Linked DNA regions of Mus musculus: region 2 is linked to region 1. Evidence: chromatin contacts called from public promoter capture Hi-C data. All regions are on one chromosome and are shown on one strand. The core of a region is the stretch at or near the end of the contact, and the rest is flanking DNA. Distances in the headings are between cores, read along the strand shown. Region 1 has its middle 7.3 kb from the start of Gm46015. Region 2 holds the start of Coq8b (coenzyme Q8B).

The links. Promoter capture Hi-C pulls out the DNA fragments that hold promoters and counts their contacts.
Region 2: a contact with region 1 is called in a promoter capture Hi-C map of cranial neural crest. The contact joins the promoter of Coq8b here to the enhancer-like site in region 1. A contact is called at or near these places in 2 of 39 promoter capture datasets (cranial neural crest and liver) and 4 of 115 datasets of contacts at active chromatin or transcription factors (astrocytes, epiblast stem cells, pancreatic cancer cells and 1 more).

The regions. Positions count from the first base shown.
Region 1 is chr7:25,828,001-25,833,456 of GRCm38.p6, forward strand. It overlaps the pseudogene Gm4613. Among named protein-coding and RNA genes, the nearest start is that of Gm46015, 7.3 kb to the right of the region's middle. Within about 2 kb of position 2,446, at least 22 of the 459 cell types and tissues checked have an H3K27ac peak or open chromatin away from gene starts, as enhancers often do.
Region 2 is chr7:27,231,563-27,237,030 of GRCm38.p6, forward strand. It overlaps Coq8b (coenzyme Q8B), which reads left to right and starts at 1,451. Exons shown (of 15, transcript NM_133770.2): 1 at 1,451-1,611; 2 at 1,903-2,010; 3 at 2,140-2,259; 4 at 2,379-2,445. The coding sequence starts at 1,906.

The DNA of each region.
Region 1 (5,456 bases), core at 1,196-3,695:
GTTGTATTTCTTATAAATACTGCAAGGGAAAAGGAAAGAAAAGAGCCAGGGAGGCTGGGGAGGTGGCTCACTGGTGAAGAGCACTTGCTGCTCTTGCAGAGGAACCAAGTTCGAGTTCCAGTACTTACATGGCTGCTCACAATGGTCTTTTATTCCTATTGATTTATTTAGCATCTTGATCAAAGCCCCCGCCTCCCCACCCTGGACCTTTTAATTTCAGTTCCAATGGAGTCAATATCCTCTTCTACCCTTATAGCACATGGTACACACACACACACACACACACACACACACACACACACACACACACACAAAGTAAATAAAGTAAATTTTTAAAAAAAGAAGAGAAAAATCCTGGGGTGATGGTCTAGGTATCTGGGAAGCAAAGAAAGGACTAAAAAATCCTCTGACCTTGCTTCATGGTCTCTGATCTAGTATGTAATTCTCAGTCTCTTTTCTCTAAGCCTGTTTTATGTTGGTCTCTCTCTCTCTCTCTCTCTCTCTCTCCCTCTCTCTCTCTTTCTCTCTTTCTTTCTATTTTTTTTTACGTAAATAACCCGTTTATTGCAGGCTAGGCAAGTCTCAGACAGCAGGGCTTCTGCTGATCTTTCAGTTCCTTCAGTCTTCTGACGGCAGACTTCACTGTGATTGCAGAGGTGGTGTTGTAGGTCCAGGCCCCGCCGGCCACTGTTTTTATGCAGGAACCACAGTGCCAGATGCCGACGGCTCGTCTCTTCATCTTGGTCTTGCCACAGAAGGAGCAAGTGTACTTGGCGTGCTGGCTGATTTCAATTTTCTTCACCATTTTCCGGAGGGAGGCACCATAGCGGGTCCCGTACTTGCCGACGATGCCGACCTTCTTGGTGCGTTCAGCCATGTCGCCGGAACCCAAGCCCAAGTCTGAACGCTTTCTTTTCTTTTCTTTCTTTCTTTCTTTCTTTCTTTTTTTTTTTTTTTTTTGGTTTTTTCGAGATAAGGTTTCTCTGTGTAGCCCTGGCTGTCCTGGAACTCACTCTGTAGACCAGGCTGGCCTCGAACTCAGAAATCCGCCTGCCTCTGCCTCCCAAGTGCTGGGACTAAAGGCGTGCGCCATCACGCCCGGCCTCTTTCTTTCTTTCTTTCTTTTTTTTTTTTTTAAGACTTATTTTTTTATTTTATGTATGTGAGTACACTGTAGCTATACAAATGGTTGTGAGCCTTCATGTGGTTGTTGGGAATTGAGTTTTTAGGATCTCTGCTTGCTCTGGTCAGCCCCATTCACTCAAGCCCAAAGATTTATTTATTATTATACAGAAGTACACTGTAGCTGACTTCAGATACACCAGAAGAGGGCGTCAGATCTCATTACGGGTGGTTGTGAGCCACCATGTGGTTGCTGGGATTTGAACTCAGGACCTCTAGAAGAGCAATCAGTGCTTTTACCTGCTGAGCCATCTCGCCAGCCCCCTAGGTTGATCTTTCTTAAAAAGGATATATAGAATTATAGTTATTACTGAACATATTATCTGTATGCTGACAGTCAAAACAAATGGGGGGTCAAAATGCCCTCTTTTATAGTGTTTCCTGTCTTTTAATATGGAAAAAATATATTTGTCTCTCTTAAGTCTCTTTATTTTCTTATTTAAATTTCATACTTTTTAAAAAAGTTGTAAGAATGTTTACACAAACTTGAGACAGGAGATTCTTGACCTAAACATTACAATGTCATGTCTGCCTTGAAACAAGATATGAGGGCAGAGAAGTCAACATTTGAATAACACAAAGATAACCTTTACAGAGTTCACAAAAACATTATGCCTACACAGGACAGCCTGGGCTACAACATTTACAGAAATCTTCCTTTGCAGGCTCAATAGCTTGGCACACATTTGGAACCTATTCTTGTGTGCTACGTGTGCGTGCGTGCGTGTGATATGCCTGTCATGGTGAAATGTGTGTAGGATCAAGCTCTGATATTGCTCCTTGTCTTTCACAGCATTGAAGCCTGGGTCTCTGTCATTATTGTCTTGTCTGTTTCCAGATGTCCTTTCTGTCTCCCCCTGTCTTGTCCTAGTGCCAGATTAGGGGTGCACTTCACAGCTCTGTGTGGGTTCTGTGGTTTTGACCCCTGACCTTAATCTTGCAAGGCAAGGGTTTTACAGTGTGAGGTGTCTCCCCAGCTCCCACACCTAAATCTTTTGCAACTGGAGGCTTACTTAGTTTTTGCATTTGTCTTTATCCACGAGGGTGGTTCTGCCTCACTTGTTTTGACTTCTGGGAGGTGTTTCACAAAATGACTTTGACATATGTCTCCCTCTGTTGCCCCCAGAGACATAGCTGAGCTCTGATGGTTTCCAGGCCTTTCCTTTTAAAATCAGTTCTGCATCTTTTTTTCTGGGTTGAGAATTGAATTTCAGATGCCCGAGTCAAAGGAAGTCTGTTTCCTTCTGTGCTGCCCTCTCCTTGATCTGCCCTCTGAGCCCAGTGGGTCCAGTCCCTCCTGACCTGGCTTCCGGGCCTCTCCTGAAGCCCCTCTCCTCCTAGCCAAATGGGCTGGGTTATTTGTAGAGCTCTGGTTTCTCTGCCTAGACCAGGGAGGAGAGACCAGTCCCATCTGTCTCACCCAGGCACCCAGGCCTGACAAGTCTCAGCATCTGGTTTCTGGGCCTTGGTGGCTCACATCAGCGATCCCCTGTCCTTGGGAAGCTGGCAAAGGAGGATTGCACGTTTCAGACCAATGTGAGCTACAAAGTGAGATTCTGTCTCTTAAACCCCCAAATAATATCCCATAACAAACTCAACCAATGGCAAACCCTCACAAAACCACAAACAAAACAACAAAACAACAGTGGTGATGCTCAGAGGGGGCACCAGGAAGGATCGACAAGGTTTTGGGGATGATGGGGAATGGGGGTGGGACTTTGTTTGTTTGTTTGTTTGTTTCTTTAAAGGAAATTTTTGACAAAGGGAGTTCCCTGAATTCAGTTTGCTCTGCCACAGCCACCGTCTTTTTGTGTGGCTTTGACTAGGCTGTTCGACTCCCAGTTTTCCTCCTCTGTAAATACAGCTCATATCTGCAACTATTTTCCATTCATTCCTTTTTAAAGTTTTTTTTTTAGATTTATTTTTATGTGCATGAGCGTTTTGCCTGCATGTATGTCTGTGCATCACATGGGACGTATCCACAGAGGACAGAAGAGGGCATCATATGCCCTGGAACCGAAGTTACACCATGTAGGTGCTGGGAATTATCTTTCTGGCTCTTCCCCATTAGATTCTTTAAATTGGGTACTATCCTTTCTGTCTTGTATCGAGGAACTTGGGACTGGAGGACAGTAGATTATTTTCCCAGTGTCTGGCTTTCTAGGATAGGGTCCTACTCTGACTTTCTCTTTATTTGCCTCCTTCTGGGACCCTCTGCCCAGCTATGCCACACTCTTCCTCATGAGCTGACTTGCTTCTTGCAGGCTCACTCCATTGCATGCACACGGTGTCTACCAGAGCATGCTCCAGCTATTGAGCTACTGCTTTCCGATTGCATTGTGGTTAGAGGGCTAAACCAGGCGAGGTGGAAGACCTAGAGGGACCAAAAAACTCTGAGAAGGAAGAGCGGGTGGAAGGGAGTCAGAGATGGACACCACAATCTTTCCCCTTCTTCCCTTCTTGCTCTCGTGCTGTGTTCAAACCCCACGCTGGCCTTGTGGGTGGCCATGGGCAGGAGTCTTTTCCCAGTGATCTCACCCAGCAAGTCTAGGCAATGCATCAATACCTCTCCCTGAGAATTACAGGAGTCCTAGGATTAATGCCTGTATTGCATTTTGGCAAATTCTGGTTCGGTTAGTCAATGTGTGGCAACTAAAGTTCAGGGTGCTTGTTTTGTGCCTGGGGTGAACCCCAAGTCTTACCACCACCCAAGAGTGGCTATCATTATTTTCTCCATTTTAACTTTTCACGGACATTCCATTCCTCTAACTGTACTAACTTGTGTAAACAGGTTTGTTACTAATTTCAAAAGACCGCGTGAAAAGGATTTCTTTTCTCGGCATACTCCCTCCCAGGCTACTGGCTGTCTCAGCCACACCGCACTTTCAGTCAGGCAGCTCTTGCAGTTATAAATGTTTAACTTTCTTTGCCTGAACCAGCCTGGGCTTGTGCGTACTGCCCTTCCAGAAGGAAACATCACCCTCACAGAGTAGGGAGAAGGTTACAGGCTCCTGAGAGTTCCTTTCTGGGAGTCATTGTTTTCCTAACACCCACATCTCCAAAGAGAAAGTAAATCCCATCTGCTTCTCTCTTTAAAAAAAATCAGCATGCCTGGGCTTCCAGAATAATGAATGTCTGGAGAAGATCCAGAAGTCAAGGATGTAGCAGATGCCTCCAGAGGTGCCTGGTATCAAAGACCTACAAAGCCCCACCTCAGGCTTGGGAGCCATTTCCATGCTCAGGCCACACTCTGGGGGTTCTGGGGACTTGGAAACCAACAGTCCTGACTCAATCCTTCATAGTCTAGCAGAGGCCAGGAGAAACAGATCATTGTCTAAGTTTCTCTAGGCAACCAATTTGAAATGTATCAAAGAAAAACAGAGTATTTTGACCTCCTCATCCCATGAGAGTTTGTATAATGGTATCATTATATTTCTTCATTACAGAGTTTGCCAGAAATGTTAGGGAAGACATTTAATAATTAGACTTCACTTTTGGAGTGTGCGCATGCATGTGCGTGTGTGTGCGTGTGTGTGTGTGTGTGTGTGTGTGTGTGTGTGTGTGTATGTGTGTGTGTGCAGGTAGGTGCATGGAGAGGTCAGTGGTCAATTTTAGGTGCTGTTTCTCAGTTGACACCTCTTTTTTAGTTTTATATATATATACATATATATATATATATATATATATACACACACACACATATATATATACATATATATACATACACACAAATATATAAATACATACATATACACACATATATGCACACAAACATGTACTATATATATTCATCATCATCATCATTATTATTATTAATTATTTTAAAGGCAGGGTCTTTCACTGACCCAGGGCTCAGCAATTAACCCAGGATGTCTTGTCAGTGAACCTGGAGATCCCTGGCTCCTCTTCCCAGTGCTCATGTCTTTATGCTTCTCTGTTTCTTTTGTCTGACAGGGTCTCATGAAGCCCAGATTGGTTTCAAACTCACATTATGACTAACTGAGGGGGACCCTGAACTTCTGAATCTCTTGCTTCCCCATTCTGAGTGCTGGGGCTATGAACATGCAACACCTGGTGTTTGGTGCCGTGGATTGAGTCCAGGGCTTTATGACTGCTAGGCAGGCACTCTACCAATTGAGCTACACCACCACCACTTAAGTTAAAAAAAATTTTTTTTAAAAGATTTACTTATGTGTATAAGTGTTTTGCATGCATATATGTTCCTGGTGCCCTCCAAGGTCAGAAGAGGTCTTTATACCACCTGGAACTGGAGT
Region 2 (5,468 bases), core at 201-2,700, 1.4 Mb after region 1:
TCAGATACATGGAGTTTGTGGTGCGAGGCCACTGTGAGCAGTGGCCCTGTGGGATTATCCACTGAGGTGATTTTTCAGCCTGTCCCTTATGGCAAGCAGCCTGCAGCTCCTGAGTCAGACCCTCACCTTTGGAAGAGGACTGGAGGTGCTTTCAATCTTGAAATTGAGTCACCCATTGGAGGGACATTGGGCACAGGCCCAAGGTTTCAGGATGAGTCATCTCTTCATAGGCTAATAAGAAGTCAGATACGGGAACCCACCTCAGACATCATACAAGTTAGAGAACATGAGGTCCAGAGAAGGAGGAGGGCTCTTCTGAGGTCACACAGTAAAGGGACAGACTTTCCCAACAAAGGGGGTGGGGCTAGACAGCGACAGTAGGGTGCCGTGAGGAACACATCTCTTCAATTGTGGGAAAGATGTCCCAGCCACCAGCTGTTTCTATTCCAGACAGCAAGAGGAGTGAGTCAATTTTCTCTCATGCCAAGGCTCCTGACTCAGCGCTGGGAATCTTGACTGAGTGTGTTCTGGGAAATGTCAGGCCTTAAGGAAGCAGGGTTCCCACTGAGGGCCATCTCCTAAGTAGGCAGAGTGGAGAGTAGACTGCAGGAGGGAACACCGGCACAGTATGCCGCCAAGGGGAGTCATGGTGAAGGCAGAGAAGAGTTCCTAAGCAAGGCAGTGGATTTATATGTGCCAGGAAGGAGGCTGGGTGCCAGGACGTGGGTGTTGGTACAAAGTGGAGAGGCTCCATGTGCAAGGGAAATGTTTGCTTGGAAGAATATGTGTTTAAAGATTTCTGGGGTTGGGGCTGGCGAGATGGCTCAGCGGGTAAGAGCACTGACTGCTCTTCCAGAGGTCCTGAGTTCAATTCCCAGCATCCACATGGTGGCTCGCAACCATCTGTAATGGGATCTGATGCCCTTTTCTGGGGTGTCTGAAGACAGCTACACTGTACTTACATATAATAAATAAATAAATCTTAAAAAAAAAAAGATTTCTAGGGTTGTGGCTCAGTGGTCAAGAATCGTCCCTGGAATGCACAAGGCCCTGGATTCGTGCATCCGTGGTGGCAGGGGTTGGGGGAGGATGTCCAAATACATAGGATAGATTTTGAGCTTGGCAGGCGGAAATGTAAGTGGATATAATGGTTCAGACCTGCAATTTCAGCAGGTGGGAAGTGGACGCAAGAAGAGAGAGACAGAGAGAGAGACAGAGAGACAGAGACAAAGAGGGACAGAGAGGGACAAAGGAGGGTAGAAGAATTCTGTCAAGAAGGACCATTGGTCAGTACAATGAGCTCACGTGCGCACCGACTAACACAGAAGACCCACAGAGCCTTAGCCTAGGTTCCACCCCTTGCCACGCCTCCTCAGCGGGGTGAGTTTTTGCAAACGTCGGCGAGCTGCTGTGCTACCATTGGCTAGCTGATCAAAGGGGGCGGGTGTGCGGACGTTCCCGGAAGCTTAAGAGGCCCAGCGGGTGCTAGACCTGGAGCCTAAACCTGGTGGACTGGGTGCTTAGCAACGGGGGAGGTGCCCCGTAACGGGGTCGTAACGGGGTGTCTAGGCAGGGGGCAGCACAGGAATTGTGAATGCTTAACAGCCCAGGGTAAGGCGATGCCTAGCAACGAAAGGGGCGCTGAGAAGTAGAGAGTTGTCCTGGCGGCTCTGTGGACGTCTAGCAACGGGAGAGAACCTTAGCAACAGCGAGGAGTTTTGTGGGGATTGGGGAGGCGCTTATGGAAAACTTGAGTTCTTAGCAACGTGGGCGGGCTGGGGGGGGGGGGGTAACTAGAAGAAACCTGGAAATAAAAGGGGAAAAGATATGGGGGTTAGGGGGGCTTTTCCAACAAGAGCGCAAAGCAGGAGGCCCAGTACTGTAATCCTTATTATTTCTTAGGCAATGTGGCTGGAGCTAGGTGCCATGCTGCGCAGGACCTGTGGACCGCTGGGCAGGGCTGTTCGTCTGCCCTGTGGGGGGGCCCTAGGACCTAGGCCCCACTGGTGGGTAAGAGGCTGAGGAGGGGGCCTCCAAGGAAAAGAGGTTGAGGGAAGGGGGGTGGGGAGTAGGTAAAATGATGTAGATGGGTCTAAAAAGGATTAGACCTTCATTCTTTTAAAATCCACTTCTCTGCAGGGGCCATGTAGGAGTTGCTTGGCCCAAAGTGTTCATCAAGACCAGCCTGGAAGAGGCCTCAGTGAAGATGACATTCGCAGGGCACGGGAGGCCCGGCTCAGGAAGGCACCCCGGCCCCAGGTATCATTGCTTCCTCTTCCCCCTCCCCCATGATAGTCTGAGGAAAGTGGCAGCAAGTCTGCAGGGCTTTTCTGCCATCTTGTCCACCTTCCCTACCTCACACCTCTCCTCTTTCTCAGCTGAGTGATCGCTCTCGTGAACGCAAGGTGCCTGCCTCCCGCATCAGTCGCTTGGCCAGCTTTGGGGGTAGGTGTGACCTCGATCAGAGAGAACATTTACAGGTGAAGCAAGGGAAAGGGTGAATCAAAGACAGGGTTAGGAGGGAGAGAGAGACAAGGAAAAACAGAACGTAGACCTTACTGTTTATTGAGAACCTGATGTGAGCAAGGTCTTGTAGGCTAGGCCTGTGTTTATTTCTTCTATTGATGGAGGAGTGGGGGCTGAGAGGTGAGGTGGCAGGACTTTAGGTTCCGCAGCAAGATTGTTCAGACATGTATGAAACAAAAAGTAATGTGTTGCAACCAACCCTCCAAAAAGGAAAGGAGGTGGCCAGGACACCCACCTGGAATTTCAGCAGTTGGGATGTAGGTAGGAGGGAACAGGATGATCAAGGGTTCAAGGTCATTCCTGGCAACATAGAGAGTTTGAGGCCGCCTGTACTACATGAGACCCTGTTTAAAGGAGAGAAAGGTAAAGAAGGGAGAGAGAAAGAGGGAAAGGGCCATTGTAATCCCTGTTCTTGAGAAGCTAACACCGAGAGATTGAAAAGCCAAGCCTGGGAGTGCATGGCTGGAGGCTCAGCTGCCTGCTCGGTTACTACTGTAGGACTGCTTGCACTCACAAATTCAAGACCAGCCTGGCATCACAGACCTTGTCTAGGGAAGAAGGAAAAAGAGAGAGAGGAAAGAAAGAAAATAGCATATAAGAAAATATAATGGGCAGTGGTGGCACACGCCTTTAATCCCAGCACTTGGGAGGCAGAGGCAGGCAGATTTCTGAGTTCGAGGCCAGCCTGGTCTACAAAGTGAGTTCCAGGACAGCCAGGGCTACACGGAGAAACCGTGTCTCGAACACCCACCCCCACTCCCCAAAATATAAATGTTGAATATGGATACATACGTGTTTTTGCTTGTTTGTTTTGTTTTGTTTTTCTAGACAGGGTTTCTCAGTATAGTCCTGGCTGTCCTGGAACTCACTTTGTGCTGGGATTAAAAATAAATAAAATACAAATAAAAAATAAATAATTTTTTTTTTTCGAGACAGGGTTTCTCTGTATAGTCTTGGCTGTCGTGGAACTCACTTTGTAGACCAGGCTGGCCTTGAACTCAGAAATCCGCCTCCCTCTGCCTCCCGGAGTGCTGGGATCAAAGGCATGCGCGCACCATGCCCGGCTCATACGTGTTTATACACATATGATTTGTTTGTTTTTGAAGCAGAGTCTTACCATGCAGCCCTAGCTGGTCTGCAGCTAGGCCGGCCTGGAACTCAGAGATCTGCCTGCCTCTGTCTCCCGAGTGCTGGGATTAAAGGCCTGCACCACTGCACACTCCTAACACTCCCCAGCACAAACATGCTTTTTGTGATGATATCTCCTGTAACCTGGCCTGGCCTCAAAGCCCCAATCCCGACTCCTCCTTCCAAGTGTTTGGATCAGTGTTCATACAGTTGGTGGTTGGTGTGGCCACTCCTGAACCAACAGTGTTAATGCGTTTCGTTCTCACCCCCCCCCCCCTGTGAAACCTGTTTGACAGGAAAGCTCACATCTTGCAGAAAGGGAAACTGAGGCTCAGAGAAGTTAAGTAAACTGCCCTATCATAATATCTGAACTATGGCAACAGATTTTTTTTTCTGTCAGCTTATAAAGGGAAAAAAAACCAAAAAACAAAACCAAAATGAGTTCATATGCAAGTGCAGGAAGTACAGCCCAGTGGTCAGCTCTGACTATATTTTACACATGACAGTTCATGTTGACCTTTGATTTGATGGGTCTTATGTAAAACTTTGTGGAATTTCTTAAAATTAGCAAACCTCACACAGAACAAAACAGGGTGTGTGGTCAGCACATCCTTGCTCAGAGCCAAGTCTGTGTCAATGACTGGCAGGCATGTTACAGCAACACTATGAAATAGCTGGCAAGAATGGGACAGAATGGCTGCAGCTATGCTGGAGAGGGGAGGTCAGACCATAACGAACACGTGAGACACACTGGCAGTCATACAGGAGCACACTGCATACTTGGCAAATGCCAGCTGCATGCTAGAGATGGTGACAGTGAAAGAGTCAAGGTCTGGAATGGTGGCACAGGCCTTTGATCCCAGCACTTGGGCAGAAGCAGGCAGATCTCTGTGAGTTCTAGGCCAACCTGGTCTACATAGCCAGTTTTAAGCCAGCCAGGGCTATACATGAGAGCTTGTCTCCAAAAAGTATATAAGAGGAGAGTGGAAGCAGAAGAGAAAATTAAAGGAGGGAATAAAGAGGAGGCCTGGTCAGTTATAGCAGACTTCATTGAGAGGAAGACATGGGGATGTGTGTCCTGGTCATGGAGAGAGAGGCTGAGAAGACAGAGCACAGCCAGCATTCATGAGGCCCTGGGTTCTGCTCCCAGAACCACAAGTTAAATACACATGTATAATGAATAGGAAATTAAGGGTGGGTATGGTGACATACGCCTAAAATCTCAGCACTTGAGAGGTACAGATAGGAGAATCAGGAGTTGAGGTAACACAGTGTGTTTAAGGCTAGCCTGGGCTACCTAAGCGTGTCAGAAGAAAGGAAGGTTAAGTGTGAGTCATCTCCGATAGTAGCCCCAGCTATTAGGAAAGCTTCAGCAGGGTTACAAGTTCACGGCTAACCTAAACCACATAGCCAGTTCCAGGCCAGGCTGGCCAACTTAGTAAAACACTGTCATAATTATTGTTATTTTTTTTTAATGTTAGTTTTTACATTGTTCTTTTTTTTCTTTTAAGTTTTATTTATTTATTATATGTAAGTACACTGTAGCTGTCTTCAGACACACCAGAAGAGGGTATCAGATTTCGTTACAGGTGGTTATGAACCACCATGTGGTTGCTGGGAATTGACTCAGGACCTCTGGAAGAGCAACCAGTGCTGCTCTTAACTGCTGAGCCTCCTCTCCAGTCCCCATTATTATTATTATTACTATTATTATTATTATTATTATTATTATTATTATTATAGATGCTAAGGATAGGGGGCTGGAGAGATGGTTCAGCTGTTAAGAGCACTGGCGGCTCTTCCAGAGGTCCTGA